2 separate regions of the Sus scrofa genome follow, and region 1 is linked to region 2. A link is a contact called in public HiChIP or PLAC-seq data. All regions are on one chromosome and are shown on one strand. Each heading gives the region's core, a stretch centred on a gene start, on an enhancer-like site or on the middle of the called end of the contact. The rest is flanking DNA. Distances are from core to core; before and after follow the strand shown. Region 1 holds the start of PTPN9 (tyrosine-protein phosphatase non-receptor type 9). Region 2 holds the start of MAN2C1 (alpha-mannosidase 2C1).

Region 1 (3,225 bases), core at 174-2,673, 170 kb after region 2:
AGATGGAGACAGGGAGATGAGATGGGGGAGGGAAGTGGGGGTGAGGAGATGCGCCCAGCCAAAGAAAGCTAAATAGGGCGGTCAAGGCCAGGGACTTAGGGAGCCTGGGAAGGCCTGGATCTTCTAGAATCTATCCAAGTAGGCCACAGCCCTCAAAGAAGCCCGAGGGGCTCATGTGAAAATCTAGGGCATCTATGGACTCAGTGCCTATCACTGTCCTGGGAAGGGGAGACAGTCCTCACAGGAACCGGCCCCCCAAGTGGGGCTTTTCCTGCCCTTAGAAAACCACAAACCCTCATGGAATGAAGCAAAATACGTAGAGGGGTGTAAGGCCGGAGGCAAAGTAGGTGTTCTGCAAACATTGGGGGGGGGGGGGGCAGAGGTAAAGGGAAGCTTCCCAATTCGAGAACTTTAATCACCGCCGAATAGGAGGAGAGGGCAATATGCGGCACCAGAGCAGCAAACAGGAGCGGCCGTGGGCGGGAGCAGAGGCCGGCAGCCTCCCCGCTTCGGGGGATGACGGCCTGGGGCGCGGCCGCCGGGGGGCTCGGGGGAGGCCACCGCGGACCTGGAGCCGCGAAGAGCGCGGCCGGGCTAGGCCTCGGGGGTCCGGACACACCCACCGCGCGGCCGCAGCCCCGCTTACCTGCTCCTCCTCTGGGGTCAGCTCCGGCGCCATGTCGGGCTGGGGCGCGGTCGCGGGCTCCATCCCGCCGCCGCCGCCGCCGCCGCCCGGCGGACAGAACTCGCCCGGGAGCGCAGGGAGCCCGGTGCGGTGGGCCTCCGCTTCCGCGTCCCCGCGCCTCAGCAGCCCCGGGCCGGCTTGCGCATGGCTGGGCCGGCAGGGTCCGGCGCCCGCAACGGCCGCAAACGCCGCTTCTGTTTCCTTAAGAAAAAGCTCTCCGAACTGTCGCTCTCTTCTGGGCGGAAATCCTTTTTTATTTTCTTCGTTCCTTTCCTCACACTCCCCCTCCTATCCCGGGGAAGGGGGGGGGGAATAGAGCAGGCAAGGAGCTAATCGGAATTAAAAAGGGAAATGTGGAATCAAGAAGTTTCTAAGGCCAGAGCAAGGGCCGCGGGGGAAATTTGCCGAAGGCCGCCGGCCTCCTCCGCGTCCACCTTCCTCCGCGGCGCTCCGACTCCTCCAGAAGGTGACGAGGAGTCTTCGGGGATGCGGGGCCCTGCGACCAGCGCCCCGGCCTCTCAGCCCCGTTCCTCTAAAGCCGTGTGGCGAGAGGGAGGGAGAGAGGGAGGGAGCGGGGGAAACGCGCCCCCCTCCGGGCTCACGGCCAGCCCCGCGGCCCCACCGCGTCCGCCCGAGCCCCCCGCGGCTCCATTGAGAAACTGAGCGTCTCATTCACAAACAGGCGGCGAGGAGGGCCCGGCCGAGCGCGGCCACGTCCGGGAGGGGGAGACAGAGAGGAGCCCGGGGGGCGGGGGCAGCGGAGCTCGAGCAGAGGCCCTCGGAGAGGAGGGGGCGGGGGAGGCCGGCGGGGGGGAGGGGAGATCCAGAGGAACTAGGGCGGGGGAGGGGCTCCGGCGACTCTGGACCGCGGAGAGTGAGAAAAAGGAAGAAAGGGGTGCGGGTTTCATGACGTTAAGCTCCCTGGAGGAGGAAGAGAATACATGTGTTTGAAAACTAGGTGCTAACGGGAACCTGGCCTGGGGTTACTTGCTCTACCACTTAGGTACGAGGAACCCACAACCTTCATCTATTTCCATGTCATTTGCGAACTGAAAACCCCTGGAATGGTTGCTTGTGAGGTCCAGGATGCGCAGGTGGAAGGAACAGACCCTGCTAGCTGGTTGCTCGCGGCCCCAGCTCGCTCTCTCCTTGCTGGCTGTATCCTGTAATCCATCACCAGTGTGGCTAATTTTAGTCCCTCACAAAAACAGCATCTGATTTCAAACCACTTTCAAGAATCACGGAGTTTTTGCAAGCCTTTGCTTTTCGCGAAGGCAAGTGCAGCAAAGAGCTTGGGAGTCTTACAGGATACAGTCTTGGGAGTCAGTTTGGGGGTGGAGGGGACAGAGGAAAAGGAGGACTAGGTCTGGCACGTTTTTGCATCATTCCAGACCAAAACTAAATATTCCAAAAGGGATCCAACTAACAAGTGAGTGCCACAGCTAGTTCCAAGAGCTGAAGCCTGGAGAACTCACAGAGAGAGGCCCATGGGAGGGGTCTTAAGACAACTGAGGAAGATGCTGTGAGTTCTGATGCTCCTTCTGGGACTTTAAAAGCAATTTCTGGAGTTCCCGTCTTGGCTCAGTGGTTAACGAATCCGACCAGGAACCATGAGGTTGCGGGTTTGATCCCTGGCCTTGCTCAGTGGGTTAAGGATCCCTGGCCTTGCTCAGTGGGTTAAGGATCTGGCGTTGCGGTGAGCTGTGGTGTGAAGTGAAAAAAAACAAAACTCAAATAGTGTGCATAATAGGCTGTCATCCTTATAAAGGAAAAAAAATGAGTATGTGTTTTTAAATTTATTTATATATAAAAGAGCTTTGAGGGGATACATAAGAAAGATGGTAGTGGTTGTCTCCCAGAAAGAGAGAGAACCTAAGGGAGAGAGAGACTTTTCCCTATATGGTCAATTGTACATTTTAAGTTTCTTTTAAAACTTTTTATTGAAGTATAATGTACATACAGAATAGTGACAATATGTATACAGTATGACAAATTTCATAAACTGAGCACGCCCATGTACCCAGCACATAGATCAATAAATAGGACATTCCCAACTTACCAAAGCCCTCATGTCCCCTCCAAGTAACTATTCTCATTACCACTGTCTTTGCTGCTAACAAACATTGTGTGTGTGTGTGTGTGTGTTTAAATTCTGCACGTGGACATATAACCTTTTCCCCCAAAAAAATGTTAAATAGTAACTTAAAAAAATATATAGGAGTTCCCGTTGTGGCTCAGTGGTAATGAACTCAACTAGTAGCCATGAACGTGGGTTCGATCCCTGGCCCCGATTAGTGAGTTAAGGATCTGGCGTTGCTGCGAGCTGCGGTGCAGGTCGCAGAGGCAGCTTGGATATGGCATTGCTGTGGCTGTGGAGTAGGACAGCAGCTGCAGCTGTGATTCGACACCTAGCCTGGGAACTTCCATATCCCACAGGTATGGCCCTGAAAAACTACGTGTATATATATGTGTGTGTATATATGTGTGTGTGTGTGTGTGTGTATATATATGTATATATGTGTGTGTGTATATATATATGT
Region 2 (3,454 bases), core at 834-3,333:
CTTTCCCATAAAGGCCCAGAGGGCTGTGTCCCAGCAGAGGGCGCTGCTCTGCCCTAAGTTGCTTTCTAGGGCAGCGGGCAGACAATGGAGGTGTGGCCCTTACGGCCCTCCCTCTGGGCGTTACCTACGTGGGTCCGAAGCTGTCTCCGACCTGCGCGGGGCGGAAGTCCTGCTGCACTGCCTCCTGGTAGGGAAGCCTTTCCGGCGTCAAGAAGCTGGAGAGCTCAGCTACTGGACAGCTGTCTCCGAAGAGCCTGGGCGGGAGGGGCCGGTGAGCGCGCGCCCACGGGCCAGCTAGCGGGTAGGGACGCGCTTCCATTTACTGCCAAGAGGGCTGCCCCACATCACACCCTCCTCACCTGACCCAGCCCTGACACCAGCGGGTACTTGTCCACTTTGCCTCTCCGCCCGGGTGGCGGCTGAAGCTTGAGGGCCTCCCCCCGCCCCCGCGCCCCGCGAAGGCTAAGATGCGTGGAGCGCGGATGTGGGAGGCTGGCGCCATGGGCAAGGGGGCCATACCTGCCCCGGAGGTTACAGTCGGTAAAGTAAACCGGCGACACGAATTTCTCCACCCGTTCCAGCGTAGTGCGCCAGTGCTTCACGGCCGGTGCCGCCGCCATGGTCGCGCGCTTACCCCTCTTCCCGGAAAGCCCCAGGTGCTGTCCGCGCCGTCCCTGGCCTGGAACCAAAGGTTCCGACTTCCAAAGGGCGCCTTCCAGGCCCCGGGCAGCTTTTCTTGGAACACCGGAGGCTCTCTGAAGCCCCGCTGCTTTTAATTTTGAGCAGGAGCTGAACGCTAAAAGCTGTGCTTCCGAGGCTCTCCCTTCTCCTCCTAGCTGGTGGCTGCCGGGCAAATCCCTCCCTAAATAAAGTGAGAAGTTTGACGCTGATTCTGCGAAAGGCCAGGGACAGAGACAGGCACGATGGCCAGGAGGTCACCCAGTCTCAAAAGCTACAAGCGGGCACCACCCTTGCCCTCTGGTCCCAGTCCAGACCTCTGGCTACCCAGGAAAACCTGCGTTCGCTTAACGTGGAAAGAGCCTGGTGCATTCAAGCCAACCAGCGGGCAGGTGTTTAATGAGGGAGGGCTCTGCACCCCAGTAACCTCAGCTTCCTCTACTACATGTTTTATTTCATGTGTAAGGGTAACTGCTGCCCATCACCAGAAACTGAAATTTTGAGATGGCAGATCACAGACGTAACAATCATGATTCTAAGAGAGTGATACATTTCCCTTCATGGGACTGACTTGTTTAGAGAAGCCATAATTCCAGAAACACCAATTTCATCCTCGTGTTAACTCTGGTTATCTAATGGCAGCGTTTTTCCCCCTCCTAGGACTACTAGAGTCCTTGTCTGTAAAACCATTAGGAAAAAAAGAATATACACAACATGAGCCCTAATGTTTTAATGGAAACACTGACCAAGTCAGGTTTACAGTATTTCAAATGCGAATAGTAGGGAAAGGTAACTAAGTACAGAATACCAAACGTGATTTAAAATATGGATATAACCCTGGAGTTCCTGATGTGGCTCACAGGGGAAACGAACCCAACTAGGAACCATGGAGTTGCGGGTTCGATCCCTGGCCTCACTCAGTGGGTTAAGGATCTGGCATTGCTGTGGGCTGTGGTGTAGGTTGCAGACATGGCTCCAATCCAGTGTTGCTGTAGTTGTGGTGTAGGCAGGCAGCTGTAGCTCCAATTGTACCCCTAGACTGGGAACTTCCATGTGCTGTGGGTACGGCCCTAAAAAGCAAAATAAATAAATAAAAATATCAACTTGCTGCTGTAAGGTAGGCTGAGTTGAGCTTGGGGCTCAGATGTCAGAAGGCAGTAGGTTTTAAAAAACTGCTTGTGGGAGTACCCACTGCAGCACAGTGGAAGCAAATCCAACTAGTATCCATGAGAATGCGGGTTTGATCCCTAGCCTTGCTCAGTGGGTTAAGGATCCGGCGTTGCAGTGAGCTGTGGTGTAGGTGGCAGGTGCAGCTTGGATCCTGTGTTGCTGTGGCTGTGTTGTAGGCCGGCAGCTTTAACTCCAATATTACCCCTAGCCCAGGAACTTCCACAGGCCGTACATGAGGCCCTAAAAAGCAAAGAAAAAAAAAAGAACAAAAAAGTACTGCTTTCTTTGTGCACTGATAAGTTGGGGTTTTCTCAACTGGCCCCGAAACCCTATCCTAACCTGCAAGCAGCTGCTCTGGGCATAACCCTATGCAGAGACAGCAACAGCTGGGGCTGCCCTGGTCAGGTCTCATCAATTTCAGTTCTAAGTCATCATGATCTTTCTTAAGCGACCAAAGGGGGACAGATAAGTTATTGCTGAGGAAACCTGAAGATCCTTCCCCACAATCACTGCCCCAGCTTCACCAGAGAATCTCCTCCCCCAAAGCTGTTTTGCCACCCTATACTTTTGGGCTCAGAGACTCCTGTAATTGTCCTGCCCCTCCACTGCCCACGCTCCACAACAAAAAAATCTAAAATCGGAAGTCTACTCTGTGTTATAAAAGTCCAGAGCCAAAATATGTGGTTTAATGATGGTGATGTTGGGGATTTTCAATTAAACAAAACCACATAAAACACTGTCAGTTACTTTACTGACATGACTAGGGTGATAATGGTTGCTGGAGAAAAATCCATCAGAGTACTGGGAGAGGCTCAGCTGGTCTTTGTTCACAAAGTCCAGGCTGACCACATATAAAAATCCTAATCACTCATATTTAAATATCTGCCAGTGAAAATTTATGTAATTAAAAAAATTATGTATATTCCATTTGCAGCTGCTAATGAAATGTATCAAATTTCCCTCAACTCCATTTATAATCACACACTTCTTTCAAATACTGGTTTGGTATTTAAGTTGTTCACCCCCATTTCCAATAGGAATAAAAAAAATAGAAGTGCAAACTACATAGCTGAACGACTTGCCTAGGTATAAAATATTTCCAAACAGTTGAAATAGGGGGAACAGTGTGTACTAAAAGAATAATTCTGTACTAAAATAAATGAATAATTCTATTTTCTTTTTATGGTCACGCTGTGGCACATGGAAGTTCCTGGATCAGGGGTCGAATTGGAGCTGCAGTTGCTGACCTATACACAGCCACGGCAATGTGGGATCCTTAACCCACTAAGCCAGGCCCAGGATTGAACCCATATCCTCATGGACAGTGTGAGGTTCTTTACCCGCTGCGCCATCAAAGGGAACTCCTGAATAATTCATTTTAAAAATCCGAGATATTTTTATTTGGGACAAATGCCAACTGACTGATATTTAAAGCAAAATCCTATTTGTATCGTAGATAAGGAACTGAAGCCCAGATCCCTGCTTCACAATAGTTTTCTGGTGAGGACAAGGGAGTTTATTCCTTAAGTACGAACCAAGCTTTATTTATTTACAAAAAAAAAAAAAAAAAAAAAAAAAAAAAAATTGGGGGCAAGGAAGAAGACAA

The links. HiChIP or PLAC-seq counts read pairs in DNA pulled down with a chosen protein or histone mark.
Region 1: a contact with region 2 is called in an H3K27ac HiChIP or PLAC-seq map of alveolar macrophages. The contact joins the promoter of PTPN9 here to the promoter of MAN2C1 in region 2. A contact is called at or near these places in 1 of 5 promoter capture datasets (fetal liver) and 2 of 2 datasets of contacts at active chromatin or transcription factors (alveolar macrophages and skeletal muscle).

The regions. Positions count from the first base shown.
Region 1 is chr7:58,076,374-58,079,598 of Sscrofa11.1, reverse strand. PTPN9 (tyrosine-protein phosphatase non-receptor type 9) reads right to left here and starts at 1,423. Exons shown (of 13, transcript XM_003128481.4): 1 at 647-1,423. The coding sequence starts at 709.
Region 2 is chr7:58,245,893-58,249,346 of Sscrofa11.1, reverse strand. MAN2C1 (alpha-mannosidase 2C1) reads right to left here and starts at 2,083. Exons shown (of 26, transcript XM_005666137.2): 1 at 520-2,083; 2 at 129-254. The coding sequence starts at 620. SIN3A (paired amphipathic helix protein Sin3a) reads right to left here. Exons shown (of 23, transcript XM_021099023.1): 23 at 3,221-3,454.